2 separate regions of the Mus musculus genome follow, and region 2 is linked to region 1. A link is a contact called in public Hi-C data. All regions are on one chromosome and are shown on one strand. Each heading gives the region's core, a stretch centred on a gene start, on an enhancer-like site or on the middle of the called end of the contact. The rest is flanking DNA. Distances are from core to core; before and after follow the strand shown. Region 1 overlaps Asap1 (ArfGAP with SH3 domain, ankyrin repeat and PH domain1). Region 2 overlaps Asap1 (ArfGAP with SH3 domain, ankyrin repeat and PH domain1).

Region 1 (4,866 bases), core at 1,800-4,299:
ACACGAAACGCATTTATGTTTCATCAACACTTCATCAACACAGCCAGAAGGTAATTTCAAATATTCTTAATAACTGCACCAAATCAAGTCCTGTGGTGTGGAATTCACCGCTTGCGGAATCACGCTCGAGGCTCAAAGGCTCTCCGGTTTTGAAGCTTTGAGTTTGAAATGTCTGGAATGGGATGCTTAACCTACATCAAGTTGGAGGGGCCTATGTTCATGTGGCACTTGGGCTATCAGGTCTAGAACTTGGAGATATAATGTGGAAGTCACATTGCTACAGACAACTTCAAAGGCAGGCCAGGATTGGTCAGGACAAGGTGCACTGAGAAAGAGCACACGGGAACTAGAGGACATCCAGGTGGGCGTGGACTGTGCAAGCTCAAGCACCACTGTTCTCAGAGGGACAGCATGGGCAGCTGGGTCAAGTGCTTGAGCTTGAAAGCTGAGCTGACTGGAAGGTGACAGTCACAAAGGGCATGAGGTTTATCTTCAAAGGGCTTTCCGTAGAGCATGAAATAAAAGGCAAGAATTGCAGGCTCCAGGGCCAACTGCCTACAACCGACTTCAACTCCTCCATCAACCAGCACCGGGCTCTTAAGCAGTTTTCCAGACCTCCAAGGACTTCAGCCTGTGCAAATAATGATTCTGTCTCCTCACGAGGTTGCTGTCTGGTTGAAAGTTAATCAACAGTGGGTGCTTAGAAGACAGAGAGCAATGTTTGGCTCACACACAGCGTTACCTGCTACTGTGTTTTTGCTGTTCTAATTTATGCCAAGTACCAATGTCATTCTTCGCATGTGTTTTCTTAGGTGAGGGACTTTACCCCCACTTTATGGATAAGGAAAGGTGCCTAGGAGCACAGAGTAAGGTCTCTCTGGTGGACTCAGCCTTCACAACCAGGTCAGACGCTATGTGTTCTGCTCTTAATTATTGCTAGGCAATCCCCCTTTTTGATGCCAAGATGTCTGGTTAAGGGCCTGTGTAAGAAAACTAGCTGACTAATGCATTAATTGTGTTTCACCCTGCCTTTCCACAGACAATCATTGCTTTTATATAAGTGCTGGTGTGTCTGACAGGGATGGGTATGTAGTGTGTCATGAGGTTATTTTGCTGTTGTGCAAACATCAAACTCACCCAAACCCAGATAGTACGGGTCAGTAAGCACTGGGCACGGCCTCCGGAAGCAGCCAAGAGGCACAATAAACGTGAGATGCGCAAGCCTGCTGTAGGCAGAACACTCAAGAGTCTGTGATGGCAGAATGTTTTTCTTATTAATAGTAGGACACTCTAAAATAGCAATAAAAAGGATAGTAAATACATAAACAAGTAGGGCAGTCTTCATTAGCACCGTCTACTATGGCGCATATCATGGTATGCGCTGTTCTTTTACATGACTGGCTATGCTGTGGGTCTTCTTACAGCCTCAACACCAGCACATGCACAGCACAGCGACAGGAAGTGACAATAGTAACGTGTCCTACTCTTACAGGACCACCGTTCCATATCCGGTGTGTGGTTGCTCAGAACATTGTTAATGCAACATATGACTACAGCTAGTGGAAAAGCAAGTCTTACTTTGCATCTCACAAGAAGATACAGAAGTTGAGGGCCATGAGGCTAGGAGGCGCTCTCAGATGCGCTTCTATCTGAATCACACGCGGTGGTTATACAAAGGTAAGGGACCAGAAATGCTAGAGGGGAGGCAGAGGGAAGACTCTTTGTGGCTAGATCCCTAGGTGGTTCAAGGTACACTCAAGTCTGCAAAGAGGCAAATGATGATGATGATGATGATGGTGATGGTGATAATGATGATGGTGTGTGTCTGTTTACTAACTGTAGGATCCAACACAGCAGCCACAAGTATGGCTCATTTGAATTTAAATGTAAATTCATTAAAATTAAACAGATATTAAAAATGCAGTCTCTCCATCCATTAGATGCACTGTAAGAACACATGGCTAGCAGATGCAACAGGCAAACATGTCTGTTATCGTAAGAATTGCGGGGAAGTTCCTTCTAGCCTACGAATTCTGGGACTCTTAAGTCAGTAGAAGTCTTGCTTCCCACCAAGGCACAAAACTCAGTCAGCATTTGCTGCCTCTTTTTTTTTTTTTTTTGTCTGAATTCAAGACATAAGAATATATAAATTATTAGCCCACTAGGATATATTATCACCCCTATTATATTGGCCTGAAATCACCTATTTGCATATTTATTTTCTCCAACACACCATGAATGTCTTGAAGGCAGGAAGCAAACAACAATTACTTAGGTCTGTTATTCCCCATGCCTATGGCTTAAATAAATGCTGAGAGTTACTTAATTGGTCTAGACAGCATAAGAGAAATAAGAAGCTGGCCTGCTTTGTTCCGGCTGAAAGCCTCCATACCTATGAGAATGGCTACTATCATGAAAGCAGAAAGTAACAAGTCATGGCAATGACTAGGAAAACTAGGAACCCTTCCCCGTGTCAGTGGAAAGGTAATGGGGCAGGCAGCTGCTATGGAAAGCAGCTCAAGACAATTAGCATTAATTATCATGCGATCCAGCCATTCCACTTCTGTGCATACACCCAAAAGAACCAGAAGCAGAGACTCCAACAGATATTTGTACATCCCAGTTCACAGCAAAGTTACTCATAATGGGTGCAAATGACCCACTGTCTGTGAATGAATGGATGGTGGATAAAGACAAGATCACAGCACACACACACACACACACACACACACCCACACACACACACACACACACACACACACACACACACAGGAATGCTATTCAGCCTTAAAGGGAAAGAAATCTGGCCATTCTGCAACACTGATGAGTCTTGAAAACACTATTTTAAGTGAAATTGGTCACAAAAAAAGGAGAGCAAATATTGTATAATTCTGCTTATACAAGTTACCTTGGATGCACAGATTCATGGATAGAAAGCAAACTGGAGGTTGCCAAAGGCTGATCCAGAAAGAATGTGGTGGCGCTAGTATTTGGTGGATACAGAATTGCAAAGGCCGGAAGGCTGTGCCTGTCTGTTTGCACTTGGCTGTTGTGCAGTTGCGCCACCAAACCCAGGGCCTTGCGTCTGCCAGGAAAAGTGCTTTCCCACTAAACCACACCCCAGCCCCAGAAATTCAGTTTTGCAAGCTACAGACATTCTAGAAACGGGGAGTGGTGACAGTTTTACAGCAGTGTGACTGTACTAATTATTAGTAAGGAAGTATGCACTTAAAAACAAGTGACCATTTTGTTATATATAATTTATCCCTATTTAAAGGTTTTAATAATTTCCTTTAAAAAAAAAAGCATTGACTAGTACCAGCCCAAGGAAATATGTCAAGTGTCACAGCTTTGAGATGTGAAAGAATTTTGGTTCCATCCCTGTCCTGTCATACCTTGGGTAGGGACTGGGACAGGAGGATGAGACATGGAGGTGTTGTCATAAGCCCAACCTGTCATTTCTTAACTCCTTTGCCTCTTATAGTCTTCCTCAGTGGCACCGGATTTAGCTGGTCACCAAGATGCCCCTCCTCAGAAAGGCTTTACATAGTGGGGGGGGGGGCTCTCTGATGATAGATGTCTGAGAGCCAGATCAAGGGTATCTGGGTTTTTCCAAGGCTATGAAGGGTGAGCCTGAGCTCGCCTCCCCAGTCCATAGTATTTGTATTCTGCTTCCTATGGCTACCTGTCACATGTTCCACTTGGCTTTTCAGCCAACATTTGCTGAGTGACAAAAAGCAAGTCCCTTCAAATAAGACATCGACTAGGGAAAAGACGTCGGCGTTCACCTGTATGATCATTTCCAATCTTTTCCTATGAACAGTTTGCCATAGTTTGAACCATGATCTAGTAACCATTAACAGTTAGTGAGCTCCTGATACATGTCAGGTGCTGGGCCCGAGCTTCATAAGCTGTTTGCCATCTAATTCTCAGAGCAAGCCTATGGATGGGGACTGATTCCTATTGTCCTGTCCCCATATGACAGAGAGGCAAAGGAACAAGGTCACATCCCTCAGAATAAAGCTCCTTATCCTTACATGACAGTCATGTCATCGTTATCCTCGTAACTTTAAAACGTGACCGTCAGGGGGGCTGGAGAGATGGCTCAATGGTTAAGAGCGCTAGCTGCTCTTCCAGAGGTCCTGAGTTCAATTCCCAGCATCCATGTGGTCACGTGGTGGCTTACAACTATCTCTAATGGGATCTGATGCTCTCTTTTGGCCATGCAGGTATGCATGCACAGAGCACTCATTTACATAAATAAACAAATCTATTAAAAAGTAACCATCACCTTTTTAATGCTACATTGTTTTTCATTGTTTCAGCTCCTCACTGCTGGACAGCCTTTTCACCTGGTTTGTGTCTGTTTCCCATTTGAAATGCTGCTGCCTCTGACCTCCTTGGGAGCGCCATGTTCCTGAAGGACGTTTGTGCTGGTCAGTCTAGACTGTCAACTTGCTTATGATTTAGAATCAGTAGGAGACAGACTTCTAGGTATGTCTGTGATGTGCGGGAGTTCCCAGATTGGGTTAACTGAGGAGGAAAGACCTCCCCTAACTATGGCTTCAGAACCTTCCTGTGAGCTGAGATCCTGGAGTGAACAAAAAGGAGAAGGTGAGCCGAGTGCCAGCATCCATCTCTCCGATTCCTGACTGAAGTTGCCGTGTGTCCACAGCCCCGCCGCAATGCTGCCATGCCGTCCCCACAAGGAGGGCCTGTGCTTGTGACCTGTGAGCCAAAAACACACTTCCCTCCTTAAGCTGCATTTAGACGGATCGTGACTAACACGCTTTCCTGAGGGAAGTGACAGCAAAATGAGGACGGACTTCCTTACAGGGTGAACTTGAGCCTTTGGGGCTTTTACAA
Region 2 (4,911 bases), core at 141-2,640, 160 kb before region 1:
TGTCAACCTGACCAGGTTAGAAAACATACAGATTAGTAAGGCACATCTTTTCTGTGTCCATGGAGGAGTTTCCGGGTACAAATGAATCATGAAAGCTTTGACTATGAATGGATTACTCCCTGATGGACACACGGTACGATGGCACTACTGGGAGTCGGTGATGTAGGTGATGGGGCCTGAAGGAGGAAGCAGTCACTTGGGAACTATATCTTGCCCTGGCCCCTCCCTGTATTCCTTTTTCTGCTTCCTCTCTAAAAATGCTTCCTGCCAGTGATGACCTGGATCTTTGTGCTTTCAGCTCAGCAATGGTAAAATTGATAGATTCAGCTTCCAAGCTATTTCCTTTCCTGTAAACAGTAAGCCCAGGTTACCATGAGTCCATGGAGTTGGCTGCTTTTAAGAACAGCACCACAGAGCTTTTTACAAAGTACCTTGTTAAAACATTAAACGTGAAACAGGTGTGGCTTTGAAGTCATCAAATTATTTATGAAATTATCTTATATCCCAAATGTTTCAAAATGTTTCCCAAAATGTTCCAATAACTAAAATTATACAAATATAGATGCAAAGGACCACTGTCATCAGCTATTTCTGACACATCGGATTAAGGCTTTACGTTGTTCTTCATTGCACGGGCAGTAAGGGAAACAGGGAGTGCTTGCTCCTGGTCTGAGGGCATTCCTTCCTCCAGAATAAAGTCCACACTAACTTTATCTGCCTTTATCTGGGATTTTAAGGGTTTTTCTCAGCGTCCAGGGTGCCCCAGGCTTACCTTATCACATCTAGCTAAGTGTGTTCTTGGGCTAGTCACCCCCACTTACCCTTTTAGAGGCCTGCTCTCCTCACTGCTGAGGTGCAAATGATAAAACCAAGTTCTTGTACCCTTGAGGCATTTATGTGAGATGCACTCAGTGGACTGAAACGTGTGTAGAATGCTAGGCAGGAGATGGGCTCAATTAAACAGAACTAGGTTTATTTTCTTAGATTTTTTTCTTTTTAAACACACATTTGCAAGGCTAAACAGTAATGGAAGAGAAAAGGGTAATGAGGGAATAAGGGATCTAAAATACTGCTTGTAAGTATTGCACCACATGCTCTCCATGGTAAATCCTACAGTCTGGCTTTTCTGTTCATTCTTCAAGGCCACCTCTTAAAACAACATTGCATCCCATTATGTTATGTTGCATCTAGGTAACACTGAATTAAACTGCTGATTAAAACAGCAGAGGATACTGTGCTTCGCCTTTGTTATCTAAAGTTACTGGGGTCGAGAGAACTCTATAAAATGTGTCTTAGTCTCACTAGATTAACGAGGGTACAAGCTCAGAGAGCTTAAGCAAACTTGACGGAAGCCAAAGCATGAATGAAACAGATGGTCAGGTTATTAAAGGCAATTTGCTTTACTTCAAAGGCCATTCTCATTTCCTCTCTCTTGCTGTACTCATTTAAAGTGACAATCGGGGCACATCACTTTCCTGTCAGAAACCCATTCTTGTTTCCTGATAGCTGGAGTCAAGTACAAACTCCCAAGTTTAGGTCTGGCCCTGCCAGCCTTTTCCCTTGTGGCTATCCCCGGATCAGCACCAGCTGCTCTGGACAGGAAAAGGTCTTTATGAGTCCCTGGGCTGCAGATAAGATGGTAGCATGAGTGCCTGGTCCTGGGTGTAGGAGCAGTCACAGCGCGAGCAACCTTCCCAGGGTTTATGTGTGCATCTGTTCATTCTTCCCCAGCCTTCCTCTCCTTTTCCCAAATCCCCCTGCTTCAGCTTCCTGAGCAACTAAGACTCAGTTATATCAGCAAACGTTTGATCAGTAACACAAGTTACAAGTCGAATCAGTGTTATCAAAGCAAAAACCAGTGCGGTAGCAGGTTTGAAGGAACAAGCAGTAGCCCGCTTTCTCATGGCAGGCATGGCAGTAGGGGATTCCAGAACTCGGGGGCAGGGGGTTCTGGCTGTCCTGGGCCCGTCTTCTTGCCTGAAAACACATTAGAGATGGACTCCAAGTCTAACCTATCAGAGCTTCTTGAGGATGGAGCCCAACAGCCCAAGTCTTAGTAAGCTCTTCAAGTGAATTAGAGTAAGAGAGCCACTCTGAGTCTTAGGGCTGTCCACAGTAGAAAATCCGAATTCCCACTGAGGAGGGACTGCCTCCAAGCCAGATCACCTTGCCTATGGTCTCAGGTACGACTGCCATGGAGCTGGAGCTCAAAGGCTGCACTAGAGAAGTCTGGAAAACCCAGGGCCCATCGTATGCTGATGGCATCTGACAACACTGAATTCAAGTGGGATGCCAATTTTCCTGGAAACATTACACAAAGGAAAAGGCAGTGTGGGAGTGAAGGGGTATGGCCATCCTTAACTCGAGACCCCAGTAGGTATGATTCCACATCTCCCAGGAAATCAAGCCCTGTTTCCTCTGACCGCACCGGAGAACAACTTCACCAGAAGGAGAAGTGGAGCTCTAACATTTAAGACGAATGAGGAAGCGGAAAGGACACAGCCCACACACTTGGATCTTGGCTTGAAAAAGTCATCCTGGCCCTAAGCACTTGGAACAGTAATCAGTTCTTGACCAACTTTTAGACTTTAAATTTCATTTCCATGCATGTCATTTATAATTCGCCATGTGTGATTACAACAAAACCATTCTGTGACATCGGTTTACATTTTCCTTGCCTTCTACGATGTCTCTATCACTGTATCTCTGTACCTATTCATGTTTTACAACCGCCGACTCTGGAAGGACCGTAGTACAACTTAAGATACCTGTATGCTGGCACGCCAGGGCTTAGTATGCATCAGGAGGCCCAGCGCCACCTCCCTGAAAGCATCACGCTCTCACGCACCTGACTGAGAACAGAGCCAAATGCTGCCCTGGGTCTCCTCCTTGGGCTGTGTCTGCATGTTCTCAAACATTTCATTTCATCTTCATGGAAATGTTCAGGACTCAGAAACCTACCTAAAGGGTGACTGTGTGGTACATTCTTGGCGGATACAGCTCAAGGGCATCCATGCACACGAGGAAGCTTACATTACAAATCTGGGCTATCAGCTGCTTCCAAGAAATCAAATAATCTCTCCCCTACTCATGGAAACCCCAAGGCAGGAGGCTTTGTAAAATTCTGTCTCTATGTCCATCCTTTTCTTCCTCTATGAAATCAAAGAATTCTTTATAGAGTAAGCTATCAAAATGTTTCGTGCAAGCATTGTCAAACAGAAAGGAACAGCCATGACTACCACAGAGCCTGGCATATAGTGGGCACCTGGTAAAAGTTGCTGAGTCAAGGGATACTTTAGAAAGTCTATATTTTAATACATATTTTAATTTACATTTTGGCCTCACTACAATGTGCAATATAAACTATTGTTGAATGCTATTTAGTTCCTCTTCTAAGGGAAATGGTCTCTACCAGCTTTTAAAAATACTCTCAAAAAAAAAAAAACCCACTAAACTATCTGTAATCAGGACAAGGGTCGTAGTAGTGTGAAGACGTGACACCCCTGCACTCTGGATGGGTGAGTGAGAACATGAGAGATCTGCCTCTGGTGACCAGGCATGTGAAGCTGCAGAGCAGAGGTCTGGACCCAGTTACATCTGTCTCTGAAGCTACAGCATTTCTGCCGACTCTCAGGCCTCTCCACCATTTCACTCTCTTAGCACGCACAGTGCAAACAGTACGTCAGTGGGCGGTCTATTCATTTTCTAGGGGCAGATGTAGTGAGATGCTATTTGAAGACTGGATTAGAAAGGCAGTTCTTCATGTATAGTCATAAAGGGCCAAAGGAGCAAAGGACATAGTCTAAGACAAAAAGAGTATAAGAAACAAATGGCTGGAGAACAATCATGCACTCTGTATTAAATGTAATCAGAAATAAATTCAACAAGGGCAGAAGCAGAATGAAATTAAGAATAAACACAGCTAAAGAAATGAATCACCTGAACTAACAACATTTTAAAATTAGCATTTAGATTAGCACTTCTCAAAGTTGTTCAATGGGGAGTTCATGATTCTTACATGAAAAAGTCAGTGATCAAAAAAGTTTGAAAGCATCGAATTGGTTAAGGTTCTTCATTCTCATGTGCCTAAGTGTCTAACACACAAATGTGTACTGCAAGTCTCCCTGAGTAATATTAAGGCTCCTTAGAAAGAACTCTCATCAAAGAACAAGGCATGGGGCTAAGTTTGCCATTTCACTCATTTGATGCTCCTGTTCCTAGGCAGGAGCAGACGAATGCATTGGCTATGGTTGCTGTGTAAAGTTGGGTAGGGTACGGTATGCACAGCCAAAGCACCGACCCTGAACACACAAGTGGGGCCTGAAACAGCCATGTTCCTCTCGACAACCTGTGCCTAGTGTTGCTGACATCAGCCCACAGGAAGGGGACCTGACTTGACTGTATTATCTCCCAGCATTCAAGTGTGAAGAGGGCACCAGCCTTATCTGAGGCAAAGACAGAGACTACATTCCCTGCCAGGAATCCAAAATAAGGCTGAGAATGAGAAAATCTAGGTAATAGAAAAATGGACAAGAAAAGGAGAGTGCAAAGGGTCAAAGGAGTGACTTTAGGCCAGAGCTTCATGGAATTCTCTGAGCCAAGGGAAACATCTGCATTTCCTTTTCACAATGCACCTATAACATCTGGGTTAGGAAAAAGAACTCTGGAGGCTTCTGTGATGAAGAGCGTGCAGACAGAAAGTTAAGTATCTTAGTGTTGGTCTTATCTTATAACATCTGTGCTACTGGTTTCACTGTTCTTTTAGACCAACACAACTGTTAAGTTTATGGTAGATCTATGCCAGCAAGAGCACATGCATGAATTTCAGAGGCAGTGCAGTGTGAGGACAGTCTAGGTTTGCAGGACTCTTACAACTACCTGAGGCATGATTCCATTTCCCTGCAGTTACCA

What was found. Hi-C and Micro-C count contacts between places; a contact is called where the count stands out from the background.
Region 2: a contact with region 1 is called in a Hi-C map of bone marrow-derived macrophages, with 32 read pairs. The contact joins two enhancer-like sites. A contact is called at or near these places in 2 of 15 datasets of contacts at CTCF or cohesin (CD8 T cells and large pre-B cells), 14 of 484 Hi-C or Micro-C datasets (the G1E-ER4 cell line, the HL-1 cell line, the N1E-115 cell line and 8 more), 4 of 115 datasets of contacts at active chromatin or transcription factors (bone marrow-derived macrophages, embryonic stem cells, fibro-adipogenic progenitors and 1 more) and 2 of 9 other capture datasets (adipose tissue and liver).

Annotation. Positions count from the first base shown.
Region 1 is chr15:64,337,857-64,342,722 of GRCm38.p6, forward strand. The region is part of intron 2 of Asap1 (ArfGAP with SH3 domain, ankyrin repeat and PH domain1); the gene reads right to left. Among named protein-coding and RNA genes, the nearest start is that of 1700010G06Rik, 26 kb to the left of the region's middle. Within about 2 kb of position 3,050, at least 29 of the 459 cell types and tissues checked have an H3K27ac peak or open chromatin away from gene starts, as enhancers often do. A contact at or near this core is called in the N1E-115 cell line, adipose tissue and bone marrow-derived macrophages, where this site is marked.
Region 2 is chr15:64,178,996-64,183,906 of GRCm38.p6, forward strand. All of the region lies in intron 5 of Asap1 (ArfGAP with SH3 domain, ankyrin repeat and PH domain1), which reads right to left. Among named protein-coding and RNA genes, the nearest start is that of Gm20717, 83 kb to the left of the region's middle. Within about 2 kb of position 1,391, at least 15 of the 459 cell types and tissues checked have an H3K27ac peak or open chromatin away from gene starts, as enhancers often do. A contact at or near this core is called in the N1E-115 cell line, adipose tissue and bone marrow-derived macrophages, where this site is marked.